Regions from separate parts of the Rattus norvegicus genome. Here regions 2 and 3 are each linked to region 1. A link is a contact called in public HiChIP or PLAC-seq data. All regions are on one chromosome and are shown on one strand. The core of a region is the stretch at or near the end of the contact, and the rest is flanking DNA. Distances in the headings are between cores, read along the strand shown. Region 1 overlaps Mir9-2hg (Mir9-2 host gene). Region 2 overlaps LOC120100662 (a long non-coding RNA gene). Region 3 overlaps LOC102554306 (a long non-coding RNA gene).

Region 1 (4,011 bases), core at 874-3,373:
TTACCCTTGAATTATTGTATGATTGCATCAATTCTTCAGTTCGCACTATATCTGTATATAGGCAGATATTGTGTCTGCTAAAAGTGTCACTTTAGAAATCATACAAGTACCAAGGTGCATTGATTAACAATATTGCCACCTTTTGGGTTTGATGTACCACAAAATTTGTTTATTAATCAAACTTGGACCTTAACAAGGAGCAAAAGTTTAATGTATTTTGATAAAGAATTATTTCTAAAGCAACAAGGAGTGATATTTAGTGATTTAACAAACAATTATACATTTGTCATACAAAGTAGGTTCCTCTAGCCAACTCTGGATCAATGCTCCAGTATCCACTAGCCATTTTTACTAGCAATGCACTCAAACAGTAGGTTCAGCTGATTCTTTAGAGGATATTCTGCTGTTGTTTTATTAAAATAGTACAGAACAATATTTAATTGTTTAAAGTTTTGATCCTCAATCTGAAATCATGAAAGTGCATGCCTGAGAAAAAAAGAATTCTGACTCTGTTTGATTGGAATGAGGAGTGTGATTTTCAATCAAGTCAACTTTTAGTGACTTTATTTTTAACACAATTAAAAATATGGCTGATATAATGACGTGAATGAACAGTTATTTTGCTCTTTTTGGTGATGGCACGAGGAATGGGTAATGATTGCCCCACTATTTAAAATTCTTGATATAATTCACATTCACTCACTTTGAACTTAAGATGCCTCTCAATCACATTGTGGGAGTCTCTATATCTTCAATGTAATTAGTACCATACAGCATTCATGACAAACAGTCTGAACAAGAAAAAGGAGTCCTACTTGATAATCGTAAATATGAGATTGTCACGCGAGTCATAATTAGTCACCAAGACAAAGATAATGTTTAAATCTCTAACAGGTGCAGCTGACTTAGAACAAAATTCAAATATGCTCCAAAGAGATCAGTGTTTCAAGTTTCTATGCTTAATAAAGTTGGTAGACCACGTTTGCCAAATAGTTCTGTCAGGCAAGCAACCATAGTTTAAAAGTAATTAAGCAATTTTGTTCTCATCTTAAAATGTTATATGCAAAACCACATGCTTTCGTTGGTTTGAAATGTATAATACACATGGTGTAAATATTGCTGAATAAAAAAATCCATACAGTATACTTTATAAACTTCAACAGGTAGATAATCATTGTAAAACTTACTTTAAAAAACACCTAGCAAAGAGTTTGATTGTTTAACATTTTTATTATTCAAGTCCTTACCATTTCATACTACTCCCTGGAGAGGGGTTGAAGAAATATTAAAAATACTATAGAAATATAAAGGATAAGATATTTGTCACTCCCGTTTAAATTGATGTATGCTGCTGTCCTATAAACGTCACATCAGATAACCCTGAAAAATTACCATGAATCTCCATAATTACGCATATTCATGATGGTGTTTTGCATACTGCTAACAGCCGAATGCATGTGGGGTGGGACATGAATGGGGTAAGAATGATGTGACAGATTAAAATTATTACCAGTATCATGGAAATAGGCATAGCAATAGTACCATTTTGTGAAGGCTTAGTAAACAAAAGCATATCATGGAATTGCATGGTAGTTAAATAAGTAGACATTTTTTCTGTTACATATTTTTCCATATGACATTAACAGGGATAAACTGACCAGAAATGTCATTCTTACTTGAAATATACTTGTATTTGCCGTACGCTCCTAGGTATAAGGCTGTACCAACTGAAGAAGGGGTGTGCTTTATAACTTTTCTTTGCGGGATGGGGGTGGGGCCGATGGGATGAGGGTGACTTTCAAGCTCACTTAAATATGTGAGTTTCTTATATGATAGACAAGCTCTTGATATCCCGAGTGCAAAACACCTAGCTATGTTTCTTTGCTTCTGGTAACTCTGAGTCATATCCAGGAACGTGTTAAAATGCTCTGAGAGACAGAAAAGTTGTTTGGTGTCTATTTCAATAGACATTTTGTGCTGAGGCAAAGAGCAGAGTTAATCGGGGACTCTAGAAGTAATTGTCGACAGAGTTTGGGTAATACAAATGCTTGGGTAAACAGCGACTGTTCTTTCCACAAGATTGCCAGTCGAAACAACAATACTGGTATTGTCGTCCACTTCTCATTAGGGGAACTTGAGGAGGGGGTGCTGCACCGCGAGGCGGATGGGAAACTGACAGGCAAACTGTGCTGGGAACAACTCCCCTCGTCCCACTACCACAGGCTCTGGCTTTTGGCATCAGGAGTGCCAGCTGCATGAGGAGAAGCCAAGCTTGTCATACCTTCTTCACATCAAATCTTCAGGGCACAAGAGCCAGAGCCTAGTTAGAGCTTAATGAAGAAACAAATACAAAAGGGAAGACTAGGCCTTGTTAACACTTGCATTCATTGCCTTGTATCGAAACTGCACTGGGAAGGTTGTCTTATAGAGCTCTGTCTTCTCTTCAGCAGAGAAGTTACATTAAGGATGCATTTTTGTGTTGTAAAAGGGTAGGGCGGGGAGGGAATCTTTCAGTACTCTTGCAACTATCAGTTAGCAAATTGTTTTGTCAAAAATGCCATATGAAACAGTCATGTCCATGACAACTGTCAAAACTGGTAAATAAATACTTTTGAAATTTGTATATTAATAATATTGGACTCACTGCCGTGTAAGGCATACCCTTGCATGCGTATGTGGTACCAATACATTTCTTTGAAAGACTGGACTGTGAAATTCTGTCCATTGTTAAGAGATAACAGCCCCCTCAATGGCGTGAAACATTCATGTTTTGTGGCACTACATTACTTTTCAAATTAGTTGTATTTGAGAAAAAGGAATCATATTTTTGAAGTTCTCTATAAAGTATCTGGAAAGTTTGACAGCGGAATGCTACAATTATTTCTTTTATTGTTGTAAGCAGTCAGTCAACTGCACAAAAGTGTATTGTGTACATCTGCAATGCAAAACCTGTGTTTGTTTATGCTGTCAACTCCTTACTGTGTTAGGTGCATTTTAAATGATACTGTCCTGAAGGGAACACTTAGACTTAATGGAATAATGTACTTTCTACGCCACACTCCCACACATTGTACATAGGGTCTCCTCAGGAAAGACACATCTGTGGTTCTTGAACTTGCGAAAGTGTTGAAGGGAAGCAGGTTATTTGTCAAGGGATCTGAGAGAAGGATGGACATGGCTGTATTAGAAGTGAAATACTTGATTTTTACAAATTCATGCCTTAGATGCAAGCTCAATGGTACACCTTGTATGTACGTGAACCTTTGCTTGACCTGTAGAAAAAAGTAGAAATATGGAGAGCTGGGAATTTTACAGGAAGTTAAGTCACGGTTGTACTTCCTGTAGTCATATTCAACTAAACAAATGCAAACGTGCTGCTAAATGAGTTTATTTTATAAGAAAAGTACTTAAAATACACTACAGGAATAGCTGCAATAGAAGTCATTTCACATACACCCTATCAATCCAAGGGAATTCACACCTACTCTTACATTATGATAGTGACAAAAGGTTTGTAGCTTTTGCTCCATAAAGAAAGCTCAGGTTGGTCTATAATAGGATGTCACAGCTCATATTTTGTCATATTATGACAAAAGAGAAAACAATATTTTTGTATTACAGAAATGATACCTTCTGTTCTGTTGGTATATGATGATAGCATAAAATTAATGCCATGTATCGAGTCCTACTGCAATTTTGCTATTTGGGGTCATTATATTAGCATGATGTGATTTGGTCCATGGTATATGCACATGAAATACAGGTATTATAAATTTCTTAGTCCACATACTTCTCTGCACTCTAGTATCATGGATGTCCCCAGCCTAACATGGCTGCTTCTTAAAACCTGGGGTCGTGTTGTAGGGAACTGACCTCATCAAAAACACTTCTCAGAGAAAATTGCTACAACAAATTTATTATTCAAATGGCACTTGCTGTTTTTAGCATTAATTCTCTGGTGTTTACAGACCAAGGGTTATTGCATCCTGATTGTTACTACTTTTTACTTAT
Region 2 (4,011 bases), core at 1,001-3,500, 990 kb after region 1:
ATCATGGAAGTGAAAAAATTTTCCATTCCCAATTTCAAATATTAGATGGACTATATTCAACTAATTGTTTGCTTAAAAACCCAGACCTATTTTCAAGAAAAACAGCATGTTTCAGAAAGCAAAATAAAATATATTTTAAAAATGGATTTTTATGAATCAAGGAAGAGCCTGGTAAATAGATTTTAAGTGTGTATTTATACAATCATCTGTTAATGTTACAGAAAAGGAATTGAGAAATGAGAAAAAATGTATAGTCTAGTTAAGTCTTTTCAATGTTCCACCAAATAGAGTTGAATTTAAACTTTACTTCCATTAAATACAAAAGAGCTTACAAAATGTTTTCATATATTTGTCTCTGGCTGTTTTGTATAAAATCCTATCACAAAATATATCCAACTCTGAAGGCCAAAAGATTAAACCAGAATACTCTGTGTCATTAAAACTACCTCTCATCTACCACAAACACTTGGAAGTGTCTCTGTTTTCCATTGTGTGGAATATTTATAATCATTCATTCACATAAATTTTTTGGGCAGTGGGGTTTCTTTAGAGGGCTGAGATCAAACCAAGAGCCCAGGCTTGCTAATCAGAGAATCCACTTCATCCTCAGTCAGAGTTTTTAAGAATTTTTCTGAAATGTTTTCAAAAAGGTTTCCATTACAATCGTTGTGATTCATTATGGAGCGATGTCCCTCCTGAAGCAGGTATTTTTCTGCAAGAGCCAAATAGAACCAAATAACAGTTCCGCAAGGTACAAGCTCGCCCAGGCTGTTCCCAAGCACAGAGTGACCTTATGCTCATCCCCATCGTTGATGTTAAATAGTGAGGAGCAAAATGGGTTATACCATCAGTCTTGCTTTATGTTTCTCAAACCAACAAACAGCCTAAGAGGGGAAGCTCAGTTGTGTATTCATAGGGGTCCTGTTTTCTGATTTTTGTCTCTAATTTTTTATTGATCTGTTACAACCCACTGTGTTATAATAATCATAGGAACTTTAGGGATTATATCCAAGGTAAAAAATGATAGAATCAATTTCAAGAGAAATTGAAGACATAACTTATTAACCATGCCGTATGTTCACACCACAAATTAACTGAAATTTTCTCAAACTAGATCCACACAGAGAGGGCACTACAGATAACGTTGACTGTGAAGGAAGTTTTACCACCATGGTACCCAATGATTCCTCTCACCCTTGCATTTTAAAGAGCTATGATTCCATCATTGGATCCTTGTTTTACTAAATGTTTTAAATGGATGTTTGGTATAATCTCTAGTTTTGGTAAATTTATAAAAATCAAAGCTGTGAAAATACTTCCAACAATATATCTTCTTCTCAGATAATATGTAAGGGATAAAAAGCTTTTCAAGGGTAGATTATAAAAACCAACTCTCATCCCCCAAACCAGAAATCCTTGAAATTTTAAACTGATATAATTTTACATCTATCAACATTGTAAAGCCATTAGAAGTATAATTAGATGTATAGATTATATAGCTATATCAGTAGTACGTGGAATAAATTACGCACTTCAGCTTACCAATGTGTAATACCATTTTTGATCATATGTAAATCTGCTATGAGACTTTTAAAGGAATATCAAAAATATGCCCCAACTACAACAGATTTGTCATTCATGCACTGCTGAGCATGGAGGCCTAATTTACCCTTTTGCCATTATTTTAAATTAAGGCACTTATCCAAAGATCAAAACATCGTCTACAATGGACATTTGTGAAGGCAGATAGTGATAACATCTGAAGGGGTGTGGTAATTGTTCCTGGTGTGGAGGTACAGGGATAGAAATGTTTGATATGTATCTTGGGAAACAGGAAATGTACCACATATAAAAGTACATCTGCAAGTGTGGACGGGCAGACTAGAAAATGCCCAGTGACCGGGCAAAAACTTTAAACATTGTATTTGAGAAGCAAGAACAAAGACGTGCTTTGCCTAGCTGGTAGAGGATGTTAAAGGGGGAATGTCTCCTTTGTCACGGCAGTTTTAAATCCAGCATTTCATATTACAGTCCTTAATGAGAGACGCCAATAGTGTAAGGTGAAGAAAAAAACAAAGAGATTTTTTTTATAGAAAAAAAAAGAATTAAGAAAAAGAAATATGAATGTGAATGTTTAAACTTTGCAGTTGTTGCAGGCCCAGCGGTGAAGGGACTTTTCTGTCCATCTATTAAGGAAGACCCCATAACAAATAGCACACTATCCCCCAAAGGGAAGAGAGTAAAGTTCTCAGGAAACCCCAGCAAACACTGACATGATTTTTACTATTCCAAATTTAATCTGACATTTTCTGAGTGCGTGTGGAAGGAGGACAGAATACTCCCTTTGTGTCCTGGAAAGTGTCATGCGACACAAAAAGATCTTTCTCAAAGAAAAGGCATCTTACATGACTAACACTGAGCTCGCAGCTTGAAAAGAATAAACCCCTCAATGTCGCACTGTGCAAGGTGGCTGAGCAGGTCCAATACAGTGCTTTCATGCCATCTAGTGGTCATCTGAGAAGTCTCCCCGAGACCCCGGGATCTCAAGGAACCAATTCCTGTTTGGGGCAACTGATAGAAAGGAGTAGCCAACCTCACCACCACCACCACCAACGACCCCAAAAAAGAAAGAAAAGAAAAGAAACACGAGGTTGAAGAATATGAATATTTTAGGACAAAATAGCTCATCGGCTTCAATAACCTTCAATAAATTTATGGTACCATTTTAGTTTGAGTGGAACTAGTCTTCTCTGGCCCTTCTTTCCCTCCTTCAGCCCTTTCCTCTCCCTTTTCAAGTTTTTCTTTTTCATTTTCTTTTCATTAGATTGAACTTTAAACAAAACACATCCGTGTTTTGATTTCCAGTTTCTGAAAGAATTAAAACATCACCTGCTTTCATACCTTTGTGTGGGTATTTTAAGACGTTTCTTTGAAACAAACCATCTCCCCACCACCCAAATAAAATGTCAGGAGGCAAGGCAGTGCATAACTAAATTCCTAGGTAATAACTAAATTCCTTCTTTTGGAAAGGCACAGTGCCTAAACTGTTCTCGAATTCTCTTCCGATGTCGGCCCTCAGACAGGCTGCCCTATACGCAGCACTCGAAGTATCGAACTGTGAATTGTTCGAAAGCAAAAGTATTTATTTTTCCAATCTGCTAAATAGCTTTAAAATGTCATTTTATGCATCGCATGTCCAGGTGTGCCGCTTATACTTTGTCTAATAAGTCATCTTCAAATACTGGATTTTCTTTCTAGTTGAGATTCATTTCAAAAGCTTAAGAATTCTTTTTTTTTTAATCTCGTACATTTTAATATTATTTTTACTGTTTCTAAGAATTTGTCTTTTAAGGGACTCAAAAAGTTGACTTATAATTGTGTGGAACAAATCTTTGAATGATTTCAGTCAGCAACCAGTGTTTTTATGCTATTGGGGGAGCCTGAGCCTTTCCCTTTTCTTTCTTCCTTTCCTTCTTTCTTCCCCTTTTTTCTTTTCTTTCATTCTTTTTCATGAAACGGCAATTTTGAAGGCTTCATGACTTAAGAACAATACAGATTTTATAGCGGTTAGAGATCCATAAAAAACACAAACTGGAGTGGTGCTCAAATGCTGGTCCAGGCTTTGAATTAAAACAAAATACTTACTTAAAATGACTTAACAAACCCACACAGTCCTCGCAAATATTCCAAGTAATATTGCAACAGAAAATAATTTTGTTGGTTATTTTTCCTCACTTTTGGCACGTGCGCGTGGGCACACAAACGCTGGGACATTCAATGCCAGTGGTTCCATTAGACAGAAATAAAAATCATAGACTTAACATTGATTACATTCGCCATAGTTATAGTCTCGGTCAGTGTAAATTTTCATCCTGTAAGTTAAACAAAGGCACACATATTTTAAAGTAGATGTGTACTTCAAAATTAAGATTTCTTTAAATCTCAAACTATGTACCAAATATAGTATATAGTATAAATATGCATAAAGACACCAAATCTAAATTTTCACCT
Region 3 (4,011 bases), core at 1,053-3,552, 520 kb after region 1:
CCCCTTAGAATGTGTTATTTGACCCATAAAAGAAGGTTTAGGCAGAAATTCTCTGTGATGGTCCCAGTCAGTCCCAGTCGGTCCCAGCAATAGATGTGCACCTCGCCCCTGGCCTTGGTAGGTCACCACACACTGACAAAATTTTCAGGTTGTCTTTGGAAGGTCTCTTCCAATGTATTTGTCCCCCTACTCATTCCTTGACAGGAAAGAAGTGGACCAAAGAAGCGCTTATCGCTCATCACGGATGAAGAGTGTGGGGACGGAGAGGGTGGGGAATCTGAAGATTTCTAGAGTGTCAGTAAGCTCCTTCGGATTTAGGTGAAGCATTCCGAGGAGCTGTTAAAAGCTGGCAGAGGGGGCGGGGTGGGGGCAGCCCCAATGCTTCTACTTAAGACACGTAACTGGTGATTCAAACTCGGTCTTTGGGACCGCAAAAAGCAAACAAACAAAAAAGCTCCCACAATTGTTAGGGTATGAAATCGAGAGTAAAACAGTGTCAGGTGGAGACTGTGACATTAACGCCAAGAACTCCAGAAAGGGGGCTTTCTATGCCTTTCCTTTTTAGAAAGAGAAAGAGAAAAAGAAAGGACTGGAGAGAAGACAGACAGGGGGGAGAGAGAGAGCACAAGGGAGAAAAGAAGAAGAGGGGGGTATTTAGCAAGTTAAGAGGTTAAATATTTGAACAGATTCGTAAATATATAGACAGCCCTTGCAATTTGGGGTGTGTAATAATGCCTTTTGTGGTGCTGTCTGGCTGGGAGGGTAAGCAGAGGACCTTCCCTGCCACCTTTTTTTACTGGGAAAACAACTGGGAAGCTCCTGGGTTCACAAAACTAGATCAGTTCCCGTCTTTTGGAGAAAGAGAAAAATGCTGTCTCTACCGTGCTTTCAAAAAAAATAATAAAAGACAAACCAACGGAAAGCATAGCAAATGAATGTCTAATTTCTTAGAGATTTTTAAAGAAGCGTTTCAGAAAGCTATATTCAGGCTGAAGTCATTTCGAAGTATTGTTTGAGCGAATAGGTTCCAGCACTCAATTATCTAAGATGCATTAATTATTTCTTTGAATCCAACTCACTTTGGTAACAAGAATGTATTGGTGTGGGTCTTAGAAACCCTTGGCTCTCTGACATGTTTCATAGCTGAATAGGGTGGGTTTCTTTTTCCGACAATTGTACTGAGCGCTGCTGCTGATCTGTCCTCTGCCTGTGCCCATGGGCGGAGGACACAGGCTGTGGGTGTGTCCCGCCCACAGACGCGCGTGCGTGTGTATTGTATACATGTATTCTCTAGTGTGTGCCTCAAATGGAGCCATTTTCCCCCTTTTAGCGCCCTGCGTGTATTAGTAATATGCAAATAGAATCATTCTGCTTGAGTATATTTTGGAGGGGGAGGGGATGAACCATTTTAATTCTGCTCTAGTATTTCTTCGGCAATATTTTCTCTGCGTGTGAATTTGCATGAATGCATTTTCTGAGGTGTGGATTCTGTACGTGTGCGTGTGTGTGCTTGTGTGTGCTTGTGTGTTCAGAAAGACCATTGGCTCGTCAGCGGGTGTGTGCTTCAGCGTGTGAGAAGCATGTAGACTCTGAGGACCTTGGGAGCAGCCCATGTTCTCTCCGGGTGATCTGTCTGTATCTGCCCTTGTGTTTTGTGTTCTTGATGTGATTGTGTGCGTTATTTACATGCGTGCTTCTATTCTTTTGCCTTCGTGTAGTGCTTTTCTCTACAGTCCACACATCTCACATATATTCTTTTATCTTTTGGCAACATGCCTTTTTTGTTCCTCGAAGGATATTTATTGATGTGATAATCTGAAATGAAAAGTGGTCTCCCATGAAGGAGATGGAAGAGAAAGGAGCGTTCATCTTTCTTAATAGACGGGGCAGTGCCAGTTGACTGGATCACAGGGTTTCTCTGCACTTTCTGCGTGAGCCTGCGTGTGGGGGTGGGGGCGGGGACGGCTGAGGGAGGACGGAAAAGGACCCTTTAAGCAGAACAAAGATAGGACATCGCGCCTCCTGGCGTCCAGATCGCATACTGCATCTACCCCGCTGCTGCGACTTTCAGAAATCAGAATTCAGAGATTTTTCTCCTTAAACCATTCAGGGGCCGCCTCTCAGACCCAGCCCCCGGACCTCAGCCAATCACCGGACGCCATGCAAATCACCTCTTTCGCCCTCCAAACCAGCGTCCAGTTTAGCGGCAGTTTCTGCAGCCCCGCCCATCTTGGTCCTTCCCTTCCCTTCCCCCTCCCTCCTCTGCCTCCGACAGAGCAGCAGCTGCTTGGGAAGAGGGCAGTGCTGGGTGCTTCATGCATATGCAGACAGATCCATCCTCCCCCTCCACCCCTCCTCTCACTCCCTCCTCTCTCCCTCTCCTCCCGCCCAGCTTTTCCTCGCTCCCCAGCCCCCACCACGCCGCCCATTAGTATCTCCCAGCCTCCTCGACGTGTAGTTCCCAGCTCTGGTCCAGGCAGCTGCTATCCACAAGGATGCCCAGGCGCGCCATAGGAGTCAGAGAAGGAGAGGGAGGAAACCTCTGCCTTTGAAATCCGCTCGAAGGTCAAGTTTGTGGCTTGCGGTGCGGGGAGCCAGAGACGTTGAAAATGCTCTGTTGAGTCTGCAGGAAGATGGTGCATGCTTCCCTTGGCTTTCTCTCACTAAAGAGCAGATTAATTTCTCTAAAATACACAAAGTACCGGTCACGTCCAGAGGCAGGGTGATGATAGATGGCTCCGCGTGCCCACAGTTACAGTCTGTATTTATCTTGCACATCAAGGTTCCTTAAGCCACAAAGCACTGGAGAGGAGATCAAAGGGCGTTATATCTTCTTAGGTGCAGGAAGGGTGGGGAGTGCGGCTAGCCCGGAGAGCGTTGGCGCGGGACCTGCTTGAGGTGGGCAGTTAAACGATAACTCCGGAAACATGACCTGGGGCCCACGGAAAGGAAAAAATAATAATTCTGTGAGAAGGCCAATATGCTATTATGCATATGCAGACTGCGTCCAAAGCCCTTTCGAGACGCCCTAAACGTTTTCAAGTTTTGAATACCTCGCTGAACTGACTTAAAAGTAGGGGGAAATGTCACCGTGAAAACAGCGCTTGTAGAGTGCTTGGAGATCCACTAAGGAGAAAGCCGAACTGTGGAATGACCTTGTTTTATAGATCTACTTCAGCCCCGAAATACCTTGAGGACTTTCTAAAGGGAATTGCAGCAGTTTCCCCTCAAATCTTACTCGGTGGAGAAGGGAGGGCATAGCAAATTTAAAACTGCACTTTGTTAAGATAATTTACCGACCCCCCACCCGCTTTTTAAAATCCAGGGCGTATTGTGTGCTGAGCATCTTCCAAGCGAAGCGCTTCATGTATCTCCCAGTTCTCAGGTGCCACGGAAATTAGGGAGAAAAAAAACCAAAGAACCAAAAACAACAACAACAAAAAACCCCAGCAGCTCAGAGCGGTCTCTGCCCTTGAGCTGCTCCGGCGCTAGCAGGAGGAAAATCTGTAGGTGGTGCTTCACAGCCCAACCGGAAACAGCCCCGAGAGCCCTCAGACTGCAGTGAAACAGCGACTTGGTACATTCCTATAGTGGAATACAGGGCGGCAGCAATTAAAAGTGAATGGACGATCTTGAAGGCAGTGTTGGATGAAAAAGCAAATCGCAAGAGAATGTGATATTAATACAATGTTACTGTCTATTAACATAATACTGTAACAGACCACAAAAACACAGAAAATGCATGATAGGAAGCATAACATCGTGTCGGGGAATGGGGTGTGGAAACTGGAGGAAGGAGAGGACATGTTTTAGTCACAACGATTCGAGCTCTATGAGTAATGCTTATTCCTTTTAAAGAACTAGAATATGAGGAAACATACTCACGGGAAGGCTTTATGGAAAAGCTGGCGCTGATGCTAAATTTAAAATCTTGAATATGATAAGCAGAAGGAATCGGAATACTCGGAAGACAATTTTCCTGAATGGGGGAAAGAAAAGTGTAGCCCACAA

What was found. HiChIP or PLAC-seq counts read pairs in DNA pulled down with a chosen protein or histone mark.
Region 2: an H3K27ac HiChIP or PLAC-seq map of oligodendrocytes shows a contact between it and region 1, with 9 times the contacts expected there. The contact joins two enhancer-like sites. A contact is called at or near these places in 1 of 12 Hi-C or Micro-C datasets (frontal cortex) and 1 of 1 datasets of contacts at active chromatin or transcription factors (oligodendrocytes).
Region 3: an H3K27ac HiChIP or PLAC-seq map of oligodendrocytes shows a contact between it and region 1, with 15 times the contacts expected there. The contact joins two enhancer-like sites. A contact is called at or near these places in 1 of 12 Hi-C or Micro-C datasets (frontal cortex) and 1 of 1 datasets of contacts at active chromatin or transcription factors (oligodendrocytes).

The regions. Positions count from the first base shown.
Region 1 is chr2:16,057,093-16,061,103 of GRCr8, forward strand. The region is part of intron 3 of Mir9-2hg (Mir9-2 host gene); the gene reads left to right. Among named protein-coding and RNA genes, the nearest start is that of Mir3597-2, 130 kb to the left of the region's middle. Within about 2 kb of position 2,124, at least 8 of the 93 cell types and tissues checked have an H3K27ac peak or open chromatin away from gene starts, as enhancers often do.
Region 2 is chr2:17,044,616-17,048,626 of GRCr8, forward strand. All of the region lies in intron 2 of LOC120100662 (a long non-coding RNA gene), which reads left to right. Among named protein-coding and RNA genes, the nearest start is that of Ccnh, 520 kb to the right of the region's middle. Within about 2 kb of position 2,251, at least 15 of the 93 cell types and tissues checked have an H3K27ac peak or open chromatin away from gene starts, as enhancers often do.
Region 3 is chr2:16,572,354-16,576,364 of GRCr8, forward strand. It overlaps LOC102554306 (a long non-coding RNA gene), which reads right to left. Exons shown (of 4, transcript XR_590807.4): 1 at 2,703-4,011. Among named protein-coding and RNA genes, the nearest start is that of Tmem161b, 130 kb to the left of the region's middle. Within about 2 kb of position 2,303, at least 71 of the 93 cell types and tissues checked have an H3K27ac peak or open chromatin away from gene starts, as enhancers often do.